5 separate regions of the Mus musculus genome follow, and regions 2, 3, 4 and 5 are each linked to region 1. Evidence: chromatin contacts called from public Hi-C, capture Hi-C and promoter capture Hi-C data. All regions are on one chromosome and are shown on one strand. The core of a region is the stretch at or near the end of the contact, and the rest is flanking DNA. Distances in the headings are between cores, read along the strand shown. Region 1 holds the start of Col23a1 (collagen, type XXIII, alpha 1). Region 2 overlaps Col23a1 (collagen, type XXIII, alpha 1). Region 3 holds the start of Zfp2 (zinc finger protein 2). Region 4 holds the start of Zfp354c (zinc finger protein 354C). Region 5 holds the start of Zfp454 (zinc finger protein 454).

Region 1 (2,700 bases), core at 200-2,699:
TGTCAGATGGAGTATCAGTAGACAGAAGATCAGAAGTCCAGGCATACAATGGCCATCTTCTTTTGTTTTTGTTGTTTGTTTTGATTTCTTGAGACAGGGTCTTCCTCTGGCTGTCCTGGACAGGATGACCTCAAACTCAGAGATCCTCATGCCTCTGCCTCCAAAGTGCTGGGATTAAAGGCGCTCATCAATATGCCCAATGGTTGGCATTTATTTATTTATTTATTTATTTATTTATTTATTTATTTATTTTCGTTCTGAAGCCCAGGCTGGACCTGCATCTCAACTATATAGTTTAAGCCAGCCCCCAACTTGTAGAGAGATTCACACAATTCAGCCTCCTAAATTCTGGAATTACAGATGCCACCAGGGCAGGCTCAAAACAGGAGTCTTAACCCTCGGAAAACAAACCTAAGACGCTTTGGGGGTGGCCTGTAGAGATCACCACCCAGCCAAACGCGCACAGAGGCAGCTAGCTCAGCTGTGTCCTAGTCTTCGATGCACAGTTTTAGTGGGCCAGCTAAGGAACACAGCACATCTAGGCCAGAGCCGCTCCCAACCTAACCTTCCCGGACACAGAGGAAGGGCTGGCCTGAGCCTTGAGGTGGTCCGGACTGTTTCAGGCAGACTAGCCGTGGGAACGCAAGAGCCTCATTAGTATCTCCAGCGCTGGAGAGCAGGCAGAGGCTGTGGGTCTGAGCACACACTTCAGTAGAGACTCCGCACTCAGGACTGTTGTTACCCCAAGGTCTTTCTTTACCATAGCCCCTTAGTGTTACCTAAACAGCCCTTTAAGTTGTTTTTCCTGCAGAAGCAAGTCCCGGCACAGAAGCTGGACAGCAGGACCCTTCCCCACCAGCGACCCCAGTGCAATCCACTAGGTGAGTCCTGCTCCTGAAGGTGACGATCAACGCCGCCCCCGCAGCCCTACACCCCCTCGTGAAGCGGGACATCCCCCGGCCGGCGATCGCGCGCCCTCACCTCCCGTAACAGGCGCTCCAGGTGCGTTTCGGCCCAGGCGGCCAGGGCTCCGGACGGCCCCGCATGCCGCAACAGCTCGCGCTCCTGCTCCAGCGCCGCCACTCGGCCATGCAGGGCGGCCGCCTGGGCTCCCAACAGGAGACAGGCGGCCGCAGAGCCCACCGACAGCAGCAGGCACAGCGCGCTCAGCGCCCGCGACCCGCAGCCCGCTCCGGGGTCCTGCGCGCCTCCTCCGCCCGCCGCGCGCTCGCCCGCGCCCATGGCGACCCGCCGGCTCTGCGTCGGCGCTGCGGCCCGGGGCGGCTCCAGGTCGGCGGCTGCGGGGCTCCGCGTCCGGGTGGCCGCGGATCGCGCACGCCCCCCTAGCCGCCCGCTCAGACTCAGCGGCCACTGCGGGCAGTTCCTTCTATGCAAATAGACCCCGCCAGAAAAGGCGCGGGGACCCACCCAGGGGAGGAGCGGCCGGACGGGGAGGGCGGGGGTGGTGGTGGGGGCCTGGCGCTCATCAGCTCCTCGCAGTCCGGGCCCTCGCCTAGCGGGTCCCGGAGCGCGAGCCTCTGTACCCCGCCGGTGCCACCCGAGGCACCCTATGCGGCCGGGCTCGGCTCTGTCGCAGGCCGCCTGAGGTTGAGGCACTCACTGTTCGAGCCTTGGGAGTGTTCCCCAAGCTTGTAGATTGACCTTTCTGACACTTGCAAAGCAAAACTTGGAACTCTGTGGGAAAGTTAGAGGTTCTTTCTAGACGGTAGCTGAGCGCCGCTTGGTGGCCAAAAGCGACCCCTGCGGGTGTGCGCAGGAAGACTTGGTAACCGAGAATCAAAGAGAAAGAGAAACAAAGGAAGGAAAGAGGAAAACTAGTGAGAGGAATGTGGAAGGAAAGAGAGAAATAAGGAGAATAAGAGACAAGGAAGGAGGCAAACTAGGCACCTCTTATAGTCAATGTTCACCATAGCAACTCAGGCATGGACACTAGACAAAAAAGCTCATACTTCTTTCCTGAACCAGAGGGAGCAGTTAGTTCAGGAAGCAGACAAAAAACAAATGGGAAAAGTGTCTAAAACTTGGTATACCTTGAATTCTGCAGGGACAGACTTAGCCCAAACCCAAATCTGGAATGCATCATACTGACTTGTCTTAACCACAGTTACATTAGGACACCAATCGGGCCCAAAGAGAAAGCCATCCACTTACAGGGATGGCCAGAGAGGCTGAAGTTGGAATCCAGGTTTTAGCTGCCAGGGCCCCCACAAGGCATATTTATACCTCAAAACTGGTCTCAAGTAACTGTCACATTAACTCCTGGGACACCCTTTCGAGAAGAGTCAGTCCTGAGTTTGGAGCCTGGTAAGGGGCACACGTGATGGAGTGGGTTTTAGATAATTTTCCACCTTCCCTTCTGACTCTCCTGTGGCTGTCTTCTTAATTTCTGTGGCTGCATTATCCATTCTGTATTCTTAAAGCCTGTTGAGACCCAGCAACACTCCTACTCCCCTAATTAAAAGGGAAATCACCCAGCTGGCAAGACCCTCTGAACTAAAACTTCCTGGGGTTGGAGGCTGTGGCCTCAGGTAAAGTGGAGTTTCTGGTAGTGGTTATAAAGTCTTGGCCCTGTGTGAAAACTGTGCCTGTGCCCAACAAATATTCTGAAAACCTCTTGCCAAGCAAACCTGACAGTCTACTGAAGTCTCTGAAAAGACGCCAACACCGTATTACAAGTTA
Region 2 (2,700 bases), core at 127-2,626, 280 kb before region 1:
GAGCATATGTATTAAGGAGTTCTTGGATCAATGTTTTATCTCTCCTGACTCCCTTTTCCAGCTGCACGGCTTTAGTGTACCAAAAAAAAAAAAAAAAAAAAAAAAAGAAAGAAAGAAAGAAAAAAAGTCTCTTCACAGACAGACTTTTGTGGGTAAGGAAACACAGTATTCCGGCACATGATTTCCCTAATGTCTGAGGTTTAGGTAGCTTTAAAACCTCAGATCACATATATAGCTGGACCACTCTGGTGCCTCTTTCTCTTACTGCCTCCACTTGACTCTCTCCAAGTATACATCTTCCTGCTTCACAAATGAACTCACTAACTTTGCTTGGCTCTTGGGGCTGGAGAGATGGCTCAGTGGTTAAGAGTGCACACAGCTTTTGCAGAAGACCCGAGTTCCGTTCCCAGCACCCAAACAAGGCAGCTCACAACCACCTGTAACTCCAGCTCCAGGGGAATCTGATGCCCTCTGCTGGCCGCTGCAGGCCCTGCACCCACACACATAATTAAAGAATAACATCTGCAGAGGACGGCAAGGACCAGTATGTATGTACTGCAGAGCCTGAGGGACTCTCCTCAGGCCAGACTGTTGGAAGTATTGAATTACATTTCTAGGTGCTGGTGACACATAAGAGTTGGTTACAAAAGATCTGGGGCTAGGCGCTGGCGAGATGGTTCAGCAGTTAAAAGCACTTGCTTTTCTTGCAGAGGGCTAGAAAAAGCAAGGTCACCGAAAAGCAGGCAAAGTCATGCCTAATGATAAACCAAAGACCAATGTTTGAATATGCAAGGAAGATTCTAGAAGAGTACACAGTCACCTGTGAAGGGAGAGCGCTCTTCCTTAACAACAAGCTGGGAATCTTCCCTTATACATCCATATTTTTAAGTTTTATTCTAGGCATGTGTTATGAATTTTTTTTTTAAATATTTATTTATTGTTATATGTAAGTATACTGTTGCTGTCTTCAGACACACCAGAAAAGGGCATCAGATCTCATTACAGATGGTTGTGAGCCACCATGTGGTTGCTGGGATTTGAACTCTGGACCTTCGGAAGAGCAGTCGGGTGCTCTTACCCACTGAGCCATCTCACCAGCCCCGTGTTATGAATTTTTTAAAAAGAAGTATTCACTTATTTTATGTATATGAGTACACTGTAGCTGTCTTCAGACACACCAGAAAAAGACATCAGATCCCATTGCAGGTGGTTGTGAGCCACTATGTGGTTGCTGGGAATTGCTCCAGGCCCATGAAAAAAAATTAAATCACCAAAAAAAAAAAAAAAAAAAAAAAGGAACTAGATGCCTAGGGCTTGTGGTCTCACCAGCCCTCTGGCACTCCTGCTGGGTACAAAGGGCTTCTGAAACCACCCATGTGACCAGAAGGGGTGTTGCTTACCCGGGGCCCTGTGGCTCCATCCACGCCTGGGTGACCGGGCTCCCCCTGTGGAAACACATGGAAATTTGCTTAGACCCTGTCTCACCCCTAGTCCTCTCTTCCCCAGAGTCCAGGGCCTGTGTGCTGGGGCCTCATGGTCTATGCATAAGAACAGCCTTCCACACACTGCAACAGTGGGGATTTTGAGGTCCAGGAGCTCCAAAAAGGACATGAAGCCTTAGCCCAGAGCCCAGAGCCTGGCTAATTGATCCATGGCTACTCACCCTCAGACCACCCTGCTTGTGATTCAAAGGGGACCCCTGGGACAGGCCCTCCTGGGACTCTCTCTGTAAAAGTGCAAATTAAGAGGTAAACCCCCTCCCCCAGAGACAGCGTCAATGGGGTCTTTCAGGTACTAGGTGGAGCTTAGTGATGTCACCTTTAGTCCAGGAATGCCGTCCACTCCATTCTCTCCTCGGGGCCCCACATCCCCTGGCTCACCCTGAAATGGGGGAAATACCAGTGAAAGGAAGCAGAGGTGCTAGCCCGGGGCCGCGGGGTCTTATGCTCGAGACCCTAGTGACCCTGGCCCTTCTGGGCAAGGGGATGGACACAAGGATCTCTTCAGCCCCAGGGGGATTTGACACCACGACCATCCTCTTCTGGTCTGGGTCTTGGCATAGATCTGGGGTAGCTGAAGAGACCTTGTGTGTGTACGTGTGTGAGTGCACATGTATGTGTGTGCAGGGGCACATGCGTGTCAGTGCACATGTATGTGTGGAAGTCGGGGAAACTGAGGGCTACTCCTTAGGCATCATCTATAGTGTCTTTGCTTTTGCTTTTGAGGCAGGGATTGGAACTTGGTACCCTGGTAAACTTGGCAGCCAGCAAGCCCAGGGAGCTGCCGGGCCACGGTCACAGTGCTGAGGAGCCACGGTGCTTAGCTTTTCAAAATCAATCAGTCTATCTATCTATTTATCGTCTTTTTTTTTTGTTTTTTTTTTGTTTTTTTTGTTTTTTTTGTTTTTTCGAGACAGGGTTTCTCTGTGTAGCCCTGGCTGTCCTGGAACTCACTCTGTAGACCAGGCTGGACTCAAACTCAGAAATCTGCCTGTGTCTGCCTCCCAAGTGCTGGGATTAAAGGTGTGTGCCACCACACCCAGCCTCTATTGTTCTTTTGAGATAGGGCTTTTCTGTGTAGCCTTTGCCTTCCTCAAACTCACTCGGTAGACCAGGCTAGCCTTGAACTCACAGAGATCTGTCTGCTTCTACCTCCTGAGTATTGGGATTAAAGGCATGTGCCACAACCACCCTTAAATAA
Region 3 (2,778 bases), core at 80-2,579, 370 kb after region 1:
CACAGACACACAGACAAAACATCAATCCTTGAGCAGAAAATCCACTAATCCCTGAGCTCCCCAAATTCAGGACTTGAAATCCCACCAATCATCACTCTGGAAATCTCTGCCCTGGAAAGCCCCGCCCCCTAAGAGATCCTATATAAGCACTGCCACTTTGTCTAATTCCCTGTTGTCTGTTCCCTAGGATAGAGAGCAGCCATCCCTGGATTCATCCCTTCACACCCTGGTCCATCCAATAAATCTCTTTCATGAGATTCTTATGCCTGGTCAGAAGTGAAGAAGAAAAGAAGCAATGAAGAGAAGAAACGATGAGAAGGAGAGGGACTGAGGCTCCTGAGCTCCGCTGAGGACGCCATGCCCTGGTAGCTGCATCGCCTCTGCTGAGGAGGCTTCCTCTTAGAGCTATCTAGTTCCTCAGCTCCCATGTCTCAGGGTGCCCTTCTTTTGGGACATTGTCCCACCTCAGAGCTGTGTGGTTCCTGAGCTTCCGAGTCCCAGGAGATCCTCCCATCAGAGCAGAAACACAATGTCAAAGACCTAAGACGGAAGGTGTGGGATAAAAGCGGAAGGTGTGGGATAAAAGGAATTTGGGCACGCACGTTTGGCTAATAGGATTTTTGAGCCTCGTCAAAAAGTGGCCTCCAGATGCCCGTCCGACATTTGGTTCGGAACATAGTCTTTGTTGCATGGAATAGAAGTTTTACAGGCTGAAGCGAGGGGGAAAGGACCAAAAGTATAGAAGAAGGACTAGTTGGGAAGGATGGAGGTCAGTGAAAGAAGGGCACATGAATGAGGGTCGCTGGGGGTGAATGTGATCACAGTGCACTGTATTCAAGTATCATGATGTCAGATTTTAAAGAAAAAACGTTAAAAAACAAGCGGCCAGACAAGAACCCAATATTACAGTTTGTAACCTATCTTTCTATCCTAAGATAGGATGGAAATTATCCTAAGATATTCTCCAAGTTCCAAAGCCGTGGATGCAGCCGAAACTACCTTAGCACCCACGAGTTTCACTCACAGAGGTGGCTGGTTTTCCACAGTAACAATTCACCCAGCCAGTGCATCATTTACTACCTGGTCACAGAGCGCCGTGAAGTATCTACATTACATTAGTAGCTTACCTCTCATCCTAACCTCATGCAAGGGGGTGTCCAAGGTTCTCTTAATTTAGGAAAGGAAAAGGTTCTAGAACCAGTTTCTTTAAGAAAATAAGCTTAAGGTGGCAAACCTTGCCTGAGCACTAGGGGAGCAATCGCTGGCCCGCAGCCCTGCGGTTGCGCCTGCGCAACTGGAAGCCCTGTCGAGGGCTCATGGTCTTGTGGGAAATGTAGTCCCGCGCGCCCAGTGCGGCTGCCTGTGCCGCCAGCCTCTGGCTTCTTCAGTGACTGTGGTGAGTGCGCTTCCTCGGGCGGGTGGTCCACGGGCGGGGAGGCGGAGGCGTTCCCACTGGGAGCCCGGGGCTCTGGTGCCAAAAGAGCAGAGCCGGCCAGACAGAAAGGTGATCCTTCGTCCGCAAGGAGCACGAAGTCGCAGGTGCGCAGCTCACGCGCGCGCCAGGCCGCAGGACACCCTAACCGAGACCCCCCAGCTCGGTATCCCCCCGTACCCCGGGGTCATTCGCGCCCGACTGCTCTCCAGCTCTACCTGGCCGAGCAGCTCTGGTTCGGTATGCACTATGAATGCGTGGTAGACCCGCTCTCTGAAGCTTGGCAGGGCACGGGACCACAGTCCGGGGCTCTGGCCATTGTGTGCACCGCTGCTGGGGACCCGCCCTCTGCCTGCGAAGGAGGAGCTTGTAAAATGAGTCCTGAATAAGCAAGAACGTGCCCACCCTTTCTTTAAGTTCATTATTGGTCAACTAGAAAAATGTACGAGCGAAATCATTCGAAATTTGTCCTAAAGTCCATGTATTGTGTTATATGTATAAATAGAAACCTTTTGCTTCCAAAAAAAAAAAAAAAGATGTTAGTGCCTTTCCTCCATTCACCTTTAAAAATGGAGTTACAAAAGGCATTTTGTAAGATGCTTGAAGTGCATCTAAACCACCACCCAATGGAGATGAGAATAGCCTTAAGACACTAATTTTTAAGAGCAGTTAAAGCTGTCATTTTCACGAATGGTTCCCTTTGGACTTTTGGGCTTTTTTGTTTTTGTTGTGTTTTGTTTTTATTTTAATATTGGACATGGTACAGTTATGTCATTCTTTGTATTGCCTCTTTCCACAAAACCTTGTAGTGAAATTTCTAGGTCAACGTTATAATTAGACCTTTGGGCATCTCCTGTCTTATTCTTTCCAGAAAAGTAGCAGTTTCTAAAGATGGTTGCGGTGTTAAGAGTGACTGACGCCCCACATCAACTGGAAGTGCTGCTAGTAGCCTCTTAAGCTTTGGAGAGGTGCAAGCTAGGTGTGGTAGTGTGTGCCTTGAATCCCACAGAGGCAGGGGGATGAGTTTGAGGCCACCTGCTCCACAGAGTCTGGGCCAGCCAAGGCTACTTAGTGAGAAGACCCTCCTTCAAATAATATCCTTATGCTAAACTCCAGCCCATTTTATTCCTAACTTTTGCATCTGTTGTACAAACAGATGAATCTACAGAAAAGTTGCATATTGCTATAGTCATATAAACCTACATTTCACTTGTATGTATCTATGGCTGCATGTATGCATGGGTACAGGTGCACATATAGCCACATTCAGGTGAAGACCTGAGGTCAGGGCCGAGAAGCATCCTCCATCTTCCTCCAAGCCCTCGGGCATTTCATCCTCCTGCTTG
Region 4 (2,700 bases), core at 77-2,576, 460 kb after region 1:
AAGGCCCATGTCACATTGTTTTCTGTGTATTGTATACAGTAAAAATAAACTACAATGTGTTTAGCAAATTGTATCTTATATCTTGGGTATCCTAGGTTTGGGGCTAATATCCACTTATCAGTGAGTACATATTGTGTGAGTTCCTTTATGAATGTGTTACCTCACTCAGGATGATGCCCTCCAGGTCCATCCATTTGGCTAGGAATTTCATAAATTCATTCTTTTTAATAGCTGAGTAGTACTCCATTGTGTAGATGTACCACATTTTCTGTATCCATTCCTCTGTTGAGGGGCATCTGGGTTCTTTCCAGCTTCTGGCTATTATAAATAAGGCTGCTATGAACATAGTGGAGCATGTGTCCTTCTTACCAGTTGGGGCGTGGACACTATGCCCCCCCTTAGAATTGGGAACAAAACACCCATGGAAGGAGTTACAAAGACAAAGTTTGGAGCTGAGATGAAAGGATGGACCATGTAGAGACTGCCATATCCAGGGATCCACCCCATAATCAGCATCCAAACGCTGACACCATTGCATATACTAGCAAGATTTTATCGAAAGGACCCAGATGTAGCTGTCTCTTGTGAGACTATGCCGGGGCCTAGCAAACACAGAAGTGGATGCTCACAGTCAGATAATGGATGGATCACAGGGCTCCCAATGGAGGAGCTAGAGAAAGTACCCAAGGAGCTAAAGGGATCTGCAACCCTATATGTGGAACAACATTATGAACTAACCAGTACCCCGGAGCTCTTGACTCTAGCTGCATATGTATCAAAAGATGGCCTAGTTGGCCATCACTGGAAAGAGAGGCCCATTGGACACGCAAACTTTATATGCCCCAGTACGGGGGAACGCCAGGGCCAAAAAGGGGGAGTGGGTGGGTAGGGGAGTGGGGGTGGGTGGGTATGGGGGACTTTTGGTATAGCATTGGAAATGTAAATGAGCTAAATACCTAATAAAAAATGTAAAAAAAATAAACTACAATGATTAGTGATGTGGGCTAGGGTTCTCCTAGAGTTTTGTTTTGTTTTACTTTTTTTGGTTTTAGTCTCGCTATGTAGTCCTGGCTGTCCACATGTAGTCAGTCAGGCTGGCCTGGTACCTATGGGTACCTCGCTCCTAAACCCTAAATTCCACTTTTGTCCTGTCACATCACTTCACCCTCCTAGCAAACAAGTCTGAGGGACTGACTGAGAGAGCAGGGACAGGCTTGCTGGATTTGCAGTGCAACACGACCCGACTCAGCTTTCAGAACGCGCCTGGCCCCGGTGCCTTCTGGGAGGTGTAGTCAGAAAAGACCTCAGGCATGCCGGGAGTAGTAGTTCTCTGGGGCTTCTCCCGGTGGCGGGGCTGCTCGCGGCGTTTTGGGGGGCTCCTGGTGGAGGTGATCCTGACTGTGCTAGGAGAGAGCGTCTGGGGCCGACATCCTCGAGACTGCTCGTGCTGAGAGTGGTGGGAGCGAGCGCCGGCGTCCGTGAGTGGGGTGAAGAGGGGCGACCGGGGCGTAGCGGGCGGTGGGCTTCCCGGCGAGCCCGGCGCGGCCTGGCGACTGCTCTGCGGCCTCAGGCTCGGGGATCTTTCTGCGGGTTTGGCCCTCCACGAAGCGTGGCTGGGACCAAACTGCGGATCCAGAGGCCTGTGCATCTTCTGTAGCATCTTAGCTATGCAGATCATAAAATCAACAGCCGATACCTAGCAGTCTAATCTAACTTAATGAATTAGCGCATCTAATAGCAAGTTACAGGCCCCTTGGCCCTTCATTGTGCCTATGGTGCAGAAGAAGAAACCAAGGCACATTGTGGCCCGAGAGTTCTCTGAGTCTTGATCGGAGCCTTAGACTGAAAGCAGAATTTCCTTCCCATTTGTGATGCTTGCTGTCTTGTCACTTTGGGCAGGCTGTGAACCTCCTGGCTGTCCACCTCAGCCACGTCGACAGCACAGCCCCACCTCTGCTGCACAGAGGACTGGTTCCAGGAATTCCCAAACAGCCAACACTTAAGTTCTTGCGGTAGACAGACACAGCATTTGCAGAGAGCTTGGACACATTATCCTTTGTACTTTAAATCAGTCCTGCCCAACCTTTTGACATTGCCACGAATCTTGTACAAGGTGCTAAAGGGTCTGTAGGTGGGTGTGGAGGGATCAGTGTAAGAAAGAAGAAGAGTGATTAATATACAGAAGGGATGTAGTTTTGGCAGGTTGGCTTTGTCAGTGTTCCTGTCATTTGGTACCATTATGGGTGGGTTTTAAAACTTAATTTATTTTCATGTGTGTATGTTTGTGTCTGTTTGTGTGTCTGTGCCCATGAGCACACAGTACCTAAGGAAGCCAGAGAGGATGTTGGATCCCCTGTAGTTACAAGTAGCTGTGGATAGCCCAATGTGGGTGCTGATAATCAAACTTCTTTGCGAACAAGGGAAGTGCTTTTAATCACACAGCCACTTCTCCAGACCCCTTTGTGGGTGGCTTTACCCTCCTGGCTCCAAGCCTTCCCTTTGTACCAGAATTCCTTACTACACCTTTTTTTTTTTTTTCTTCCCAGGCATATTTGGTCAGCACTCGGCTCTCCTTTGGCAGAAAAACTAAGAAGGGAAATGGCTGTGGATTTGCTGGCTGCCCGAGGCACAGTAAGTGAAGCTTGTCTTTGCATAAATTGCTTTCTGACTCAGATGTGGATGTGTTTCCATTTTCTGCCC
Region 5 (2,727 bases), core at 93-2,592, 400 kb after region 1:
GGATGAGTTTTGATTGTTAGGAAGCAAGCCAACAAATGCTAAGTCACTGTCCTACGACCATCCCTAGTTTTCACCCTGAATCTGTCCTGCCCAGAACTGACCATAGTCTGCACAGATAAGTTCATCTGTCCACTTGGAACTTCCATTGCTTTCCTTTCACACACAAAATAAATCCACATTTTTACCATGGGGTCAGAACCTCAGAGTCACACACAATGTCATCTTGAGCCCTTTTTTCTTTCCTTGTTCCTGGTGAACATGCTGGTCTTGCTAAGCATCAAATATCCTAAGCCAAATTCTTTGTGGGGAGCTCTTCCTGGGACAGTAAAATCTCCCAAACACCCTGCCCCTTCTCACTCTGAAACCCCTAACTCAGCATTCCTGTCCTTTCATTCACTCCTAATGAATATTTTCTGTTTGATGGACCACCTTCCCTAGTCACACAAAAACTGCAGTGCAGGAGTCACTCTGTTTCAACACTCTCTGCTCTATGCCTTAACCTATATGTGTGTGCCCTAAGTGAGAGAATGACATCTTTAAAGCCCAGGACAGAGCCACTGACATTGTATCCTAAAGGGTGGCCAGCAATCCCAGAAGTGTCAATCTCAAATCATATTTTTTTAATTGAATTTGTTTCACTTTTCTCCCAATAAGAAAGTTCCTCCATGAATACTTACTACATATCCAAAGGCAACTAGACATCTTCAGGGAAAGATTCTGGTACATTACTCGATACTCACAGGCCCCAGCAAAATACAGTCACCAGAAGTAAATCCAAGCTTCTCTATATACTATCCCGTGCTCCCAGAGACACTTGTTTACTCTGCAGAGACTTCCAGGGCCATCGTCCTTCCCCCCCCCCGCACCCCCCTCCGGTAATCCTGCTACCCAAACCCTCACTGCACTCAAGGTCTATCATGCCTCTCCAGTCCAGCTCCAACAGAGGCTGTAGCATTTTTGAGAGCTTGGTACTGACTGTCTTTCAAGACCTTTCTCTGTCGTTAGGCGCTATTACGACGTTCCTGGATGTTCTCTGGCTTTGCTTGCAGATCCTAGAGTCTAGTAACCTTGATAACAGCATCCTGGACCTTTTTTCACTGCTGGTCTCCACAAGACTAGACCACTTGTCTGCCCAGCGATAGGCTAGTGCACCGCAGAGCCTTCTGGGAATTGTAGTTTCGGCCACAAAGTGACTAGGCGCAGGCGCGCTTTATCGCTTTTTGCTCCTGGTCTCCCTCTGAGAAAAGGAGTCCAAAAATCTAAGCGCTGCAGCAGAGAGATTTGTGGGAATTAGGCTTCCCGGCTCCTGGACAAACGCGCAGGCGCGGCTCCGCGTCAAGCAGCAGGCTCCAGCTCATTGTGTCCTGACTACTCTGTCGAGGCTATGCTCTGCAGTGGACAAGCTTCTAAGGGAAGCCCCACGGTGATCTGCAGTGTCCAGAGACTGAAGGTCAGGTCTGGGAGTTGAGAACAGAGGGTACGTAGACTAAGGGTGGGTTGTGGTCCGTTTTGAAAGGCGTGGATCCCACGTCCTTAACTTTGAAGCGCATGTACTGAGATTTGATTCCACACATGGAAGGGACCAGCAGAACTGTTTTGTAGTCGAGCTAAGGGATCCGAACCTGATTGCACGTTGAGAAGGGTTGGTCAGGACCTCTAGCTCATCTTGCTGCAAACTCACAAATACAGTTGCATACAGCTGCTGGTTATATTCCCGGCGTGGCTCCAAGTTCTCTCTGAGGAACTTGAGAAAGGGACACCTTCACTGCAGCCCCTGCACTTGACGAAACTGTGGAGGGTGACTTATGTGAATGATTTCTTCTCCCGGAAACCCGCTCCCTACACTGTCCCATCCGAAACACGAAACAGCCCCCCCCCCACACACACACACACAGAGAGAGAGAGAGAGAGAGAGAGAGAGAGAGAGAGAGAGAGAGAGAGAGAGATCTGGCCGGTTTAACTCCCCTTCCCTTTCAGGAAAAAGTCACCTCTTTGCCTCCTCCTTCCCTCTAGTTGGGATAGAGCTGTCCCAGGAGGAAAGGCTGTCTTAAGACGCCAAAGCATAGCTGCAGGGGAAGGGACAGAGAATGGGTAGAGTTTGAGGACTGGGCCGGGCAAGCTTTCTGCAGGGGAAAGCCAAAGCCACACAAACGGGAAGGCATGCAGGATCTGACTAAAGGAAAGATGCGAAGGAGAGCTGGCATGGGGAGAAGTCACTTTACAGATTGGGTGAGGACAGCTACCTTCAGAGGGAGTATGCACTGGGAGCAAAAGAACAAAGTGAGCCAGGATGTGAATGGTGAGGCGCATCCCTGTGACCTTTGACCCGGCCCTCTCATTACAGGAGTGCAGATGCTTCTAGCCAGAGAACCCCAGCAATTGTAAAGCTCCTCCCCTGCCTCCTTCCTACTCAATGCTCCTCAGCTCACCAGAGAAAAGGAATGGCTGTCAGCCAGCTCCCGGCCCTGGTCCAGGTGAGTCATCACTGTCCAGTGTTGTCCCCCTGTATCCCCAGTTGTGTCCTTGACTTCATTCATTGCTCTAACCAGAAGCTTCCTTTCCAGCCACCCCCAAAGACCCCAGCTGCTCCCTCCCACCACACATCTCCTCCTAGTGAGCTTTAGAGCTTTCTGTAAGGCATGAAAGTGGCACATCTGGGCAGGATTCTAGGTTAGTATAAAATGAAAACCTTTCTACTTCTGTTAGCCAGTAAGATGGTGGTCCAAA

What was found. Promoter capture Hi-C pulls out the DNA fragments that hold promoters and counts their contacts. Hi-C and Micro-C count contacts between places; a contact is called where the count stands out from the background. Capture Hi-C pulls out chosen DNA fragments and counts their contacts.
Region 2: a Hi-C map of bone marrow-derived macrophages shows a contact between it and region 1, with 25 read pairs. The contact joins the enhancer-like site here to the promoter of Col23a1 in region 1. A contact is called at or near these places in 5 of 39 promoter capture datasets (cranial neural crest, embryonic stem cells, frontonasal cranial neural crest and 2 more), 9 of 484 Hi-C or Micro-C datasets (LSK cells, the N1E-115 cell line, bone marrow-derived macrophages and 6 more), 16 of 115 datasets of contacts at active chromatin or transcription factors (craniofacial prominence, effector CD8 T cells, embryonic basal ganglia and 10 more) and 2 of 9 other capture datasets (adipose tissue and macrophages).
Region 3: a contact with region 1 is called in a capture Hi-C map of embryonic stem cells, with 2.8 times the contacts expected there. The contact joins the promoter of Zfp2 here to the promoter of Col23a1 in region 1. A contact is called at or near these places in 1 of 39 promoter capture datasets (cranial neural crest), 1 of 484 Hi-C or Micro-C datasets (embryonic stem cells), 7 of 115 datasets of contacts at active chromatin or transcription factors (embryonic stem cells and stem cell-derived neural progenitor cells) and 4 of 9 other capture datasets (adipose tissue, embryonic stem cells, liver and 1 more).
Region 4: a Hi-C map of nephron progenitors shows a contact between it and region 1, with 12 times the contacts expected there. The contact joins the promoter of Zfp354c here to the promoter of Col23a1 in region 1. A contact is called at or near these places in 1 of 39 promoter capture datasets (stem cell-derived epiblast-like cells) and 1 of 484 Hi-C or Micro-C datasets (nephron progenitors).
Region 5: a promoter capture Hi-C map of cranial neural crest shows a contact between it and region 1. The contact joins the promoter of Zfp454 here to the promoter of Col23a1 in region 1. A contact is called at or near these places in 2 of 39 promoter capture datasets (cranial neural crest and embryonic stem cells) and 1 of 115 datasets of contacts at active chromatin or transcription factors (embryonic stem cells).

Annotation. Positions count from the first base shown.
Region 1 is chr11:51,288,669-51,291,368 of GRCm38.p6, reverse strand. Col23a1 (collagen, type XXIII, alpha 1) reads right to left here and starts at 1,449. Exons shown (of 29, transcript NM_153393.2): 1 at 982-1,449. The coding sequence starts at 1,242.
Region 2 is chr11:51,563,922-51,566,621 of GRCm38.p6, reverse strand. Col23a1 (collagen, type XXIII, alpha 1) reads right to left here. Exons shown (of 29, transcript NM_153393.2): 14 at 1,819-1,881; 15 at 1,401-1,445. Among named protein-coding and RNA genes, the nearest start is that of Phykpl, 20 kb to the left of the region's middle. Within about 2 kb of position 1,376, at least 53 of the 459 cell types and tissues checked have an H3K27ac peak or open chromatin away from gene starts, as enhancers often do. A contact at or near this core is called in bone marrow-derived macrophages, where this site is marked.
Region 3 is chr11:50,914,727-50,917,504 of GRCm38.p6, reverse strand. It overlaps Zfp2 (zinc finger protein 2), which reads left to right and starts at 1,329. Exons shown (of 6, transcript NM_001044698.2): 1 at 1,329-1,396.
Region 4 is chr11:50,826,357-50,829,056 of GRCm38.p6, reverse strand. Zfp354c (zinc finger protein 354C) reads left to right here and starts at 1,326. Exons shown (of 5, transcript NM_013922.4): 1 at 1,326-1,478; 2 at 2,547-2,631. The coding sequence starts at 2,599. It also overlaps a transcript of Zfp879 not described here.
Region 5 is chr11:50,886,116-50,888,842 of GRCm38.p6, reverse strand. Zfp454 (zinc finger protein 454) reads left to right here and starts at 1,342. Exons shown (of 6, transcript NM_172794.3): 1 at 1,342-1,477; 2 at 2,345-2,474. The coding sequence starts at 2,442.